Regions from separate parts of the Gossypium arboreum genome. Here region 1 is linked to region 2. A link is a contact called in public Hi-C data. All regions are on one chromosome and are shown on one strand. Each heading gives the region's core, a stretch centred on a gene start, on an enhancer-like site or on the middle of the called end of the contact. The rest is flanking DNA. Distances are from core to core; before and after follow the strand shown.

Region 1 (6,157 bases), core at 3,132-5,631, 160 kb before region 2:
AACAATTTTTTTGGTAACAAGAAAATAAACATTTTAGTATTAAAAAAACAATTTTTAAAACATGTGGCACATTTGCTATGTTATCAATTTATCAACGATTAAGTGAAGTGGCATTTTATAATAATGCGATAATATTAGTAGCATCTTTATAAGTTTAAAAATTCGGTGATAAAATTGAAAAATAATCAGAGTTTAATGGCATCTAATGTAATTAACCCTTTAAAATATTGATTAAACCCTTCCCATTTTTAATGCTGTATAATTAATATTATATAAAAGAAGGAAGATTTATAATAATTCGTAAAATTAAGTGCTTTCTATACTTATATAATATTTTGTATAATTAACAATATTATAATAATTTACGTAATTAAAAAATGTAATAATTTGTATAATAGAATAATGTTTTATGTAATTGAATTAATTGTATAATTACTTAATACATTACTAAATGGTAATAGTTTAGGTAATTAAATAATATTTTATATAATTGGAATGGATGAAAACTTTTTTAAAAATTCTCCTCTAAATATCAAAATTATGAGGGTTTTTTATTATTAGGAAAACCCAAATAGTCCATGCTGAAAACCATAGTAAAGCTAGCTAGTCGAAAGAAAAAATATAGTTTAAGAAAATCCTTTCATAACACTAATATAATGGCAACATCTAATGCATGTCAATGGTGAAAATGCAATGTTTAAAGAATTTCTTTTCTCTAAAATTAAATTATGCTTATGTAAACATTATTCAGCAACACAAATAGAATGCTAAATTCTGTTTCAATCGACAATGTCACATGATATCATGCGATGCCGAGCAAATCGGCAAACTGAATAGACCATACGCTCTCATATAGAACACCATTCAGACGTTTCCATCTCATTTTCGGAGTTTCTCAAGTTCTGCTTCAGCTTCTGATATCTGTACCTTTAACATCGATATTCTTCGCTCAAGATCTTCTACCGTTCCTCTTTTACACAAGGGTTGATATGGTGAAAGTAAATGACGTGAAAATGACTTCAGAGCTTCAACCCCAGTAACCTGTTATAAACCCATACAAATTGACAATTTGATTGTATATTTACAAACTAAAATGGTCACACAGTATACTGCGACTCACCTCTTGTGGGAGCAGCGGCAGCTTCGTGATGTTGAAGTCATCGTATAACATGTAAAACTGGTCAATGTACTTCTGTTGCATCTTCATTCTCGCTTTTAATAACTTGGACTCGACATCTTCAATTAAAACACAGGCCAATTGATGGTAAGCTTTTTATTTAAGCAATAACTGTAATGGTGGAGAAAGGGAAAATGAGAGATATAGTATGCAAGTAAAAGCGTACCTTCATCGTCGAAAATTACTTGGTTGATGATGATATTGTGTGTATCTATCTCAAACTTGGCGAGTTCCTGCACCAGTCTCTCTGTTTCGTATAGAGAGAGGAACTCCGGAATGCAAACGCAGACGAAGGTTGTCATGTCCTGCCGAAAAGGAAAGTGTATTATACCAAAAGCATGAGCACCTCAAGAAACTTTGATTGAGATAGAATAAAACCCGGAAAGTAGATGTCCTTCGAAGTTGCAAAACTTCAAGAAACCAGAAATGGAAAATGAAAGTTAAGAGAAAAAAGAATTTGCTTCCCAACACACTTCACAAGTTCTAATATTTGTAAGTTTAAGAGATATTTAGGTAACTTCACGATGAAAAGTGAGAGCCAAGTAAGAGAATTGTATCGAGCATATATCTCCACGTATAGCCACGGCTTTCCTCCTCTCCAAGTATATCATGATGGCCAAATTTAGTATATGCTAGATTACTCTACTTAATTAGTCAGAAAGCACGGCAACCAACTATGTTGTTTATAAAGGGGATAAATCTCAAATTTATACACGAACTTCGATCCAATATGTAATGCTATACTTGAACTTTCATATAGTGCAATTATCTACATGAAACTTTGATTTTGGTTTCAATTGTACATATGAAATTTCAATTCTCAATTGTACACGTTTTGAAAAATTAAATACATCCATTTATTTTAATGTTGGATAAATATAATTGTTTGTGTATGCATGATATATACGCAAAAAGGAGTTCCGTCAAAACTATGTTAGTAATTTGTGAAAATTGAATCGAATCAGAATTTCAAGTATAAAATTGAACATTAAACTAAAGTTTGTGTGTGATATTGATTCATCCCTTTAGAAAGTTCTTAATATGCTAAGATAGAAAGTCCGAAAGCTTTGTGCAAGCACTGCCTCTGTTGGCTTGCAGGCAGCTTGTTGTCAATTTTCCAGTTATATTTCATCATATACCGACCGATCAAAAAATAGAACAGAAAATTTAATAGGAAAGTATTAGATAATGGGAATTTACCGGGTCTTTGAACTGCTTATTAACTTGTTCGATCACATCTTTCATTCCTTCAAGCCTCCCCAAAATTACATCCTCCCCGAATTCATCATCCATCCCGAAAAGACGGGTCATCTGCCATAATGAGTTTCAGACTTTATGAGCTACAACCTATAGTAGCGATTGGTAACAGTTGTGCGTTGACAAGTGAGCTACAAAAAGAGTGAATGTGATATCCCAATGCCATACAAACTTTACAATGATATAGAAGACGAACTCGGAAGAAAGTATTGAACGAACTGATCACTAGAAATAAGATATTCAAGAAAGATTAGTAGTTTTTTTTTTTTTTGTTTTGAAATGCTGCTAAAGGATAATATAAAATTTTATTATACCTGACTCAATATGCCACCAAATTTGCTTTTTAATGACATCATTTTTGCGAGCCCCTTCTCTAATGTAGAAGGAAACTGTAAAAGCCGAAGAGTATGTCCAGTTGGTGCAGTGTCGAATACGATGCAAGAATAATCCATTGTTTGTACCAATCTGCAGGAAAAGGATTACATTCAGACAACAAAAGATCAAAAGGCGGATGAAAAAAACACCAGCAGAAGGCAAAAAAGGGCATGCAAAAAAAAAAAAGTTTAAAAAGAAAGAAGCCATCATAATTAATCTAAAATATTTGGGGAAAGAAGGGGTAATTTTCAAATAAATCCTACTATCATCAACCGGTGGAAATGAGGATAAAAACAGTACGAAACAAGCAAAGTCCTCGATTTGACCACTCTATTTATTTAGGTCACACTTGAATAAAAGAATTAAAACTTTCAAAGCTAAAACCTAGAGAATGCGTTCAATCAGCACTGCTGATCAGCAATATTTCCTAAACAAGAAATGTAGTAGTGAATGCCCTTTTTTGAGACTGGCTAATTAAGAACACACTGAGAGAGAAAGTTGAAAGCCTTTAATAAAACATCCATAGCAACCATTACCTTGTTTGAAAAAAATATCAATATAAAAAAAAAAAAAAAACCCAAAAGAAGCAATAAACAGCTAATGCATCTCAATGATTTATCACACAATCAAAGCATCAAACAGAAGGAGAAGATGTCTTACTTAAGCATCTCAGCAAAGCTCATTGCCTCATCAATTCCTGGAATTGCATTTGCCAAGTCAGAAAATAAACTATCCATTCCTTCAGGTCCATTCACATCTTCGTTTTCCACAGTAGGATCCACTTCCTATTATGCATCATTAATAGTAAACAATTAAGGGACAAAAAAGTGACAAAAATCGGCAAAATCATATTATGAAGTTTTACCAACACAGAAGCTAAGCATTAAGCAGGGTGAATCGATTACCAGGTTACAATGAAAAATCATACTTTGTTTCAAGTGAAAGAAGTTAAAATTGGAGAATTTACGGACTAGGTATTTGCAATCAAACTCAAAACAGGACAAATCTCAAAACCCCGAATTTACAAAAAAAAAAAGAGTAAATCTCAGAAAAGGAAAAAAGGAAAGCAAATCCACGAATACGCAGAAAGCAAAATTAAATAAGAAGGGTACCATGGCATATAAATTGTTGAAGCCATTGACCAAAGTGGGAGTCTTAGTGAATCGTTGTTGGAAAGCATCGCTGAGATTATGAGCAGGATCGGTGGATATAATCAAGACAGAGGATCGGACCCGAGCCAGAAGGATGGAAAGAATCGAGCTACAAGTGGTTTTACCAACACCTCCTTTGCCACCAACGAAAACCCATTTCAAGCTATCTTGGTCCAGTATGTTCTGGATAGTTGCCTCTGGTAATTCGTGATTCTCTGCCATTTTTTTTCTAACACACTTCGGTTCTTCTTCTTTTCTCGGAAAAGAATTTGAAGCACCCAGAAAGTCTAGGAAGAAAATCGAAGTTTATATTTGTCGGAGGCTTTTCTTTTCTTTTCTTTTCTTGGTTTCGTGTTTTCAAAACAAAGCACAAATCCAACCCGTCTAAAGTTCGTCGTAGGACTCGATTTGTGTCCAAGCGGCGTATGAAAAATCTAAATTGAATAGAGATTTATTTTATTTAGGTTAATTTAACCTATAGTCCCTATTCTCTTAGGACCTTTAAAATTTAGTCTCTTTACTTTAATAATTGAAATTCAACCGGTAACATTATTAATAACTTACACAAATGTGTAATATTTTAATACTCAAAGTTTCAATTTAAAATTAAATTTCAATTGATAATATATAATTAAATTTTAGAAAATAATTAACAATCAAATCAAATAAGTAAAAGGAGTAAATTCAAAAGTAGAGATTATAAATTTAAAAATCCAAAGAGTACAGGAAATGGAAGTATAATTAGACATTTTATTTATTGAAATTCATTATAAATCTATGTTAATAATATATATCATTTTAAAATGTTTTATACAAAAATTCTTTTTCTATAAAATGCCTAACCAAATCTACTTAAACATGTTTAAATACAAATCTTCTTTATTGCTATAATAATATCAATCATAACTAAATCAAGAGCGAAGCCAGAAATTTTTTTCAGAGGAGGCAGAACTAAATTATAATTTTATAATAATAAAATATAATTTTACCATTTTAATATCTTATATATTTATAATTTTAAAAGGATTAAATCAAATTTTTATCATTTGTAAGAGAGCCAAAGTACAATTTTACTTTTATTAATTTAAAATTTTAAAAACTTAAATAATAATTTTTTTTGACAAAAAACTACCTGAAGGTCAACCTTATTTCATTTCATCTCGAATAATAATATCGTCGATTTTCAAAAATAATCCAAATTAAACATCAAATCACATCTGTTATTAATAGCAATTTTACACAGCAAATCCGCAACTTCATTACTATTTCTATCAATCCAATTAAAATGGATCGCTTCAAAATTTCTAATAGGCCTGCATTCCTGTTTCATGCAGCAGCCGAAAATAGTGACATCCTTTTCACGGTTTTTGATTGTATTAATGAGAGTAGCGTTGTCAGACTCCATAATAGGCTTGGACAATTTTAAATTTGAGGCCAACTTCAAGCCCAAAGTCAACGCCTCTAGCTTTGCCCAAACAGCATCGATGGCCTTATTTGCGAAGCCATAGCAGCCAGCAAGCACAAACCCATCAGCCTCTCTCGCAATAGCCCCATAGCAGATACACCCATTTAACACACCCTGAACTAAACTAAAGTTCATTTGATTATATAAGAAGCTCTTATAATTTAATAAAATGATATATTTGTTAAAAAAATTTAAAACATATGTTGACTGAATCTTAGCTCGATTGACATGAGCATTATTATCAATGCAAGAGGACATGGATGCGAGTGCATTGAAGTATATTATCCTCCTATTTATGAGAGGGGCTACGGGTAGTTCTAGAAATTGTGTTAAAAAGAATAGATATGATTAGAACTTATAATGAGATTATTCAAAAAAAATTAAAACATATAATATTTATTTTTAAAATATTCATAAATTTTAACCTCAGCGGGTTGATAAATGTACTTGAAATTTCATCTGTCATCTATGACATCAACTTATAATGAAAGATAAAATATTAATACTTTTTTGCCCCTATATTATAGTTAAATTATCACTTTAATACTTATACTATATTTTTCTGTTAGAGTTTGTGTGACATAAATTTCTATTAAAAAAAAGTGACAAGATAATGGGATTTATGAGGACGAAGGCCGCAGGCCGCCACATATCCCCATTAAACATAAAACTGTACTGGAGTTGCAACTGGGGGTGTGGAGGCCGGAGGTCTCGGCAGTACGGTCCAGACTG
Region 2 (7,017 bases), core at 2,938-5,437:
TGCTACAATATGTCGGATATTGAAGCTGGTCTTGGACTGAAGAGGAAACACTTGATAGCCGTCTCTCTTTTGGTTGGAAATGACCATGACCTAAATGGCGTGCAAGGGATCGGGCTTGATAAAGCACTTCGTTTGGTACGAGGGTTTAGTGAAGATGAGATATTTGATAAGTATGCTTTTACATGTAAACTTGTCAAATTATTTGCTTCCTGTAGTTCTAGAGGGTATTTAGTAATATCATTCCATAACTGTCCAGACATGATGTTTTTGCAGATTATATGAAATAGGCAAAGGGCATGTACCACTATTTCAGGGTGAAATTAGATGTGCTGGTGATGCTACACCTTGTTCAGATGAGAGCTCACCAAAGGCAAAGCAGTCTCATTGCTCTTTCTGTGGGCACCCTGGCAGCAAAAAGGCTCATTTTAAGTCTTGTTGTGAATATTGTATTACTGATAGCAATGAAGGTTGCTTGAAAAAGTCTCAAGGGTTTAAGTGCAACTGCTCATCCTGTGATAAGGTTTATATTCTTATTTGTCTTGATTTTCTCTTTTGTTACCATTGTTACTACCTCACTGCCTATTGATCTGTTGTTTTGCTCTTTCATCATCTCGTATCACCTGATATGACTTTAAAAGCTGGGACTTCTGATGTTCTTAATTCAGACTGTGTTCCTAGTTTCATTGCTGAGTAGTTCATGGTGTCTGAATATCAGGTTAGAAAAGACAAGGACAAGAAGAAACATGAGAATTGGTGGATTAATGTTTGCAACTTGATTTCCAAGGAAACAAAATTCCCAAATGATGAGATCATTGAAATGTACACGTGCAACAATCACGGAGAGTTTACTGGTTTGTCCTACATACTCTCTTGTATCTATTTGCTTGGCCTTGACTTCTGCCAGCCTCCAAGATGTTGAGTTGGGGTGTCAAGGACTAGTTATTCTTGTATGCATGAGTTTGTTATTCTTTTCATTTGATATTATTTCAAGGTCTAATTCGCTGTTTTAACAGATATATTTTTGGGTTGATCTTGATGTTATATTAAGATATTTACATCCTCCTATTGCAGAAAAAGGCCCTTTGCTGGAATGGGGAGATCCAAAAACTGACTTGCTAGTTGATTTCTTAGCTTATCATCAGTCATGGCAGCCGTCTTATATTCGGCAGCGGATGCTTCCAATGCTGTCCACCCTGTATTTGAGAGAGTTGGCGAGAAATCCAAATAAGACTTTGTTAGTTGGGCAGTATGAGTTTCATTCTATTCAACGTGTGAAGATAAGATATGGGCATCAATATTACGAGGTCAAGTGGAAGAAAGCCATATCTAACGAACTTAGTTGTGCAGTCCCTGTTGAACAGTCCAACATGCTTGAAGAAGAATTCACAGAAGTTGATGATGAGCCCATTGGCCTGTTGGATGAGTCAATTGAGCCCCAGATTCATGTTGATGGATGCTGGATTTTAACCGATGAAAATCCAGAGTTAGTTCTTTCAGCTTTCCCAGAAGAAGCTCTCAAATTTAGACAAGAAAAGGTATGGTTTTTTCCCCCTTGAAAGACCCTGAAATTATTATTTGAAAATTGTATATTGAATATCCTGAAAGATCTTAGTGTGCAAAGGGATTTCAGATCAAAATCATTTGGTTTAATTGGTTCTGTTTGTAGTTTATATACTGGCATGAGACCCTTTGTAGTACATAACAAAGAGGAGCAAACTAGGGCAATTAAATAAATGAATTAATGGCATTGTTAGAACAATGGAATTAGATTCTGATGCTTGTGTTGGAAGTTGGTATAATCACCTTTTAAGGCATTATTCAAAGCTTGCTATTATAGAATGTTCGAGTGCCGGCTCTTGCATTGTGGGAATTCTGTTACTTTTAGCTGAGATATGAAAACTATTTTCAAGGCCGTCTGTGGCCTAATATATGTGGGTCTAAATTCTGGCAGGAACTAAAAGTTATGAAGAGAAGAAAGATTTCAACACCAAGATCTGAAGGGTCCTCCGAGATGTCAGAATCATCAAAGCCACAAGGTGTTCAATTAAGTATCACCGAATTTTACCGTACAACCAAAACACCATCCCAGGCAAAACTAGGGGAAGATTTAGTCAAACAGTCAAGTAGTCCAGGTGTTGGGTCATCAAAACAGAAGAGGAAAGTTTCAGGTTCTAAATTGTCCAAGGCTGTAAGACGACGCCTTTTGTTTGGTTAAGAAAATGATAAACTTTTGCCTTTTTTGATGTACAAGATATCCCACCTTAAGATGTAAAGTCATGTTTACCTTCTGGTCTTATAATCATCAAAAACTCAGCTTAGGCAGCACTTTGATTTATATTTGAGTTGGAATATTCTATAGCTTATAGTGAAGAATGTTTTGGTTAATCTCATCTCTACAATTTTAAAGCCACTTTATCTTTTAGTTTCTTGGACAATTCATTAGGACATCGACCTTAATCCTGTTGGATTCTAACCAAGGTAAGGGCTTGAATTGCATCCATGCATATATGCATGCAACTTCCTTTGGTTTTCATTTGATTAAGGAAAACTTTAGAGCATTCTAAGACCCATGTGCTGATTCGTCAACATTGTAAAGGTAGAACACTAAATATTGCAGTGGGGAACAAATATAACCCTCATTTTTAGACTTTATGCTTGCCATCTCTTCAATACTGCTCCATTTTAGGTAATAAGGTTTTATACTTTATTTCAGCATGTTATCATCAATATCGTTGTCATTGTTGTTAAGTATTGCTGTTATTTCTGAGACCATAATTTAGGTAATATGGGGACATTCTCAGCAGTAATGACCTCAATTTACCTGGCAGTCAAATGAGTCAAAAAGTAATTTTTATTGTTCACAAAGTTTAACAAATTTCCTAAGGAAACTTATATAGTTATTTTGTGATAGGTTTTAAGATAATGGTAATTATGCAGTGACAAAAGATTTGCGAAGATCAAACGCTGCCACTTCCATTTTACTTGTTCGAGGGTTAGAACCTGGACATAATCTTCCCTAGTTTTTTATATTTTATTTTGAAAGACAATCGATGAGATGCATTGCTCATTGCAGGTTTATATTATATTTGGTGAAGGATCTCAGCCATGAACAAGCTGCGGGGGGAAAAGAAAAGCTCATTCAAGGTGTTTTCTAATTTCCTCTTACTCTTTTTCAATTTTCTTGCTATTAACACGCAATAAAAAGAAAAGATAGGAAAAATGAATTAAAAAAAGGAAGAAAATGAATAAATTTAAAGGCAATACAACCCAATTGCCTTAATATAATAATAAGAAGAAGAAGAAGAAAGCTTGCATTAAATACCCTCTGTTCTGTTTCAACCCTGTCTGTGTATGGTTCAACCATGAAACTGGTAGACAAGATCCAAAGCCCGTAACTTCTCCCCAGCAGGATCGAAACCCATGATACCACCCACGAATCTGTCATCACAAACCCTCCTCTCCTCCGCTAACGCCGCGGACGACGGCGAGAGTTGCCTCTTTACCCTCTTGTTCTTGATAAAAAAACATTCCCTCATCCTCTCCTCCACCTTATCAATCGACGTCTTGGAATTCTCCTCCGCCTCCGTTTCATTCTCATCGCCCACCTGCATCGGGTCGCTGCCATTCTCGTTGGCAGCTCCAGTGGCAGAGGAGAGAGAGTTCTCCGCCGCAACCGGCGGCGGAAGATGCTGGGGATGGGGAGGGACGGGGAATTGAGTCTGGGCGGCGGAGAGGAAAGAGGAGAGAGAATGATGGGCTCGATGGAGAGATGAATGGATTTGGAAGAGGTAGGTTGGGTCCGACGTGACGGGTAGTTGTTTTGCCATCTGGGTTGCTTGCTCTAATGAATAGACTAGGTCTGTTAATTGTACCGCCGCCGCTGCCGGTGGCGTCAGCTGTGCCTCCGCCATGCTCATATTGTTCTCCATGCTTCTTTTTTCTCAAGAAACCGTGTTTCTAGCTTTTCTTTATTTTTGTTTGGAACAGCCGTTTGGGGATTTTGAGGATTGCAGATAATAGTACAAAACAGGGAAACCACTGCCCTTTTGTCTTCTTTTTTTGTTTTTCTCAAACGCTAAGCAGTTTGTGTCATGGAGAGGGTTTCCCATGAGTGAAGTTGAAAACTGTTTTTTTTTTTATTTCCTAATTGGATGACAATAGGATGCAATAAAGCCCAAATTCGAATTGGATATTTAAATTTCATTAGTTGGTTAATTTGAACTTGATTGAAGTATTCAACAATAATTAATATTTTACAATTATTAGTTGAAGCTTCATTTGAAATTTGAGAAGATTTTAATAAAAATATTAGCTCCAAAAATAGTCTTAGTTTAAAATATATTATAATGTAAATATTAAAGAATATGTTAAGCAATATATGTTTTCAAATGTACTAATATATATATATATATATATATTTAAATAATAGTATAATAAAAAATGAAGTTTATACTTGGGATCAGAATGGGTAATGAAAATGTTGGGCTTTCTTTTTCTGATTCCATATGAAGTAAATTGTGTAAAATTAAGCAACCAAAAATGAGAGTGGCATACTTCCACTATGGGATGTGAAATATAACCTTCCATAGGAAGAATATAAATAAAATTGGAGCTTCAGCTCAATTAAGTTAGAACTGATGGATAAGTAGCGTGGTCGTAAAATGTGATCAATAATACCCCTTTCCTTTTCCTCCTCATCTAAACTTGGCCTCAATTTTTTTTTTTTTTTGAATGTTTTTATTAAGCGCTTCCAAAGTAAGTTTTGAAATTTTTAATTAGATTTCGTGGAAACTTTCATTGATTGAAAATTTTAGTTAAATCCTCTTAGAATTTTTGAAAAGATTAATTAACCCACAAAATTTGATGCCTTGTTCTGCCGCTGTTGATCTCCATTATAAAAGATGACAGAACTAAATTGTCATATTCACGGTACACACAAAAATTAACAATCTTATACTTTCAAAAACAACTTAACATTTTATGTATTTTTGGTGTGTTTTTAAGTAGTTGGATTCTTAAATTTTTTACAAGTCAAACTAGCAAGTTCCAACCAACGATTTGATGGTTGATGCAGTGGATTAATTCCTATCGATGAGTAGAAGAACATATCTTAAATCCCAATCAATTTGATGGTCAATGTCAAAGATTGAAGAACAAAAATTTTTGAATTTTTGTTCTCATATTCGTGACTTCCAAAGTTATTTTATTAAAACAAATTAAATTGTAAAAGAAAAAGGGAATAAGAACTTTTGATTAATGCAAGCGATGCAACCTTAGAAGGTCATATACTAGCGATTCTAATATTTTGATTAATTAGTGACTAAAACGTAAACTTATTAATAGTTTACTGAACTTGAGTATAATTTACCTTAAAAAGAGAATTAGGTATATATTTCTTTTGGTTAATATATGATCAAAGTCCTTGTTTTTAGTCCTTTTAATTTTTGGAGTTAAAATGCAAATTTAATTGTTAATACTATTGAAATTATTTTATTAAATTCAAGTTTAGTATAACGTCACTCTTTTTTAATATACATTTCGAGTGAGTTTTTTAAAATTTTATAATATCACTCCTACAAATTAAGAAAAGAAGAAGAAGAAATGTAGATTATTTTTAAAAGAAATCGAAGACGACAACGATGATAATTAACCGTGTTTTTTAAAAGAAAATAACGATAATAGTTAGGAGATTGGAGTGTACTGATTCCTGCAACCACAATAAAATATAGTCCTAGAGAGAAGAATGAAGCTAAGAAGAATGGTTCATTCCATTTGCAGCAGATTATTGGTAAATGTTAAACAACAAAAAGCCAATATTCAAAGAAGAAAGAGATGAGAGAAACAAAATTTTTTAGGTTTACAATAGAATAGCATGCTCAATTCATCATTCCCTTGTCCTTTTGTACTCTAAGGCCGTTATTCCTCTGCTGACAGGGCTCCTATAACAAAATCAGTGAATTTCTAAGGTGTCTTGCGGTTGCGAGTGGGTCTCGTGTTTGTTGTTGGCCAATTTCCTTAATCCTCTTGTATGTTGACCTTGGCACTTGGCAGCCCATTCACAATAGTACCCCCTGGTTCAGAATGAACCTTGTCATCAAGGTTCCAGTCGAGAAAACTGTGAAGCATGTGATCTTAAAAACTTAGGATTGACGACCCTAAGGGAACATTAAGGCAAGTAAGGCCGAGAGGAAATCTTGTTGGGCACCAGTTCATTAGTCTCAGGTTAATTGGTGAGATCGACAGACAATCCAGATTAATTTGTTTAATTTGGTAAAACTGAGACCGAGAGGTAAAATGGAACCATTTTGGGAGTTTAAGCGATTTAGATCCAAAATTCAAGAATTAGTAAACCGCATCAATGTCAACCAACCATCGACTGTTATTTAATTGTTTATTTCATAACTTTGCATGTTTTACAATTTAGTCCTTGCTAGCTAGATAGTAAAGTAGATTAATCTCTCTTGATTTTATGATTTGCCGTAGTATAGGTTTTTGCAATTAGTTGGTTAGAATCTTTATTTTACACGCACGATATTTAGAAATTGTTCAATCGTCGATTCTCATGGGTTTGATCCTCGGAGTATTCCGTACCCCGTTGTACAATTATATTACAATTGATATGCCACACTAACAGTAAGCTGCGATAGTGATATTTGTTTTAATTAGTGTTGATTTTTTTCTCAATTTTAACCGTGATAATTTATGAGATTTTTAACATACCTGATTTGCTTTTATGAAGATGATGATGCTGGGCTGGGGTTTTTTTTGCAGAGAATGAAATACAGAGGCAAAGGTAAGGATGGTAAATGAGAAGGGAAAAAGGGGGAAGAAAATAAAGGGGATATAGTGTTTACGTAAGAAAGAAAAAAATAGTTAATATATTATATAATTATAAATTTATAATGGGGTAAGAAAGTAAAAACAAATTATAGTAGTATAAAAATAGAGAAAATAAGTATAATAAAAATATGTGAGACCCATATAAATTAGATTTAAAATATTTAAAAATTAATTTTA

What was found. Hi-C and Micro-C count contacts between places; a contact is called where the count stands out from the background.
Region 1: a Hi-C map of leaf shows a contact between it and region 2, with 3 times the contacts expected there. The contact joins the promoter of LOC108469740 here to the promoter of LOC108470212 in region 2. A contact is called at or near these places in 2 of 5 Hi-C or Micro-C datasets (both in leaf).

Annotation. Positions count from the first base shown.
Region 1 is chr8:25,233,495-25,239,651 of ASM2569848v2, reverse strand. LOC108469740 (ATPase GET3A) reads right to left here and starts at 4,381. Exons shown (of 7, transcript XM_017770758.2): 1 at 3,922-4,381; 2 at 3,470-3,594; 3 at 2,749-2,899; 4 at 2,378-2,488; 5 at 1,344-1,482; 6 at 1,121-1,236; 7 at 697-1,041. The coding sequence starts at 4,182. The coding sequence ends at 880.
Region 2 is chr8:25,073,609-25,080,625 of ASM2569848v2, reverse strand. It overlaps LOC108470212, which reads right to left and starts at 4,187. Exons shown (of 1, transcript XM_017771485.2): 1 at 3,148-4,187. The coding sequence starts at 3,929. The coding sequence ends at 3,357. LOC108470211 (flap endonuclease GEN-like 1) reads left to right here. Exons shown (of 8, transcript XM_017771484.2): 4 at 1-170; 5 at 274-520; 6 at 716-851; 7 at 1,072-1,535; 8 at 1,952-2,385. The coding sequence ends at 2,215.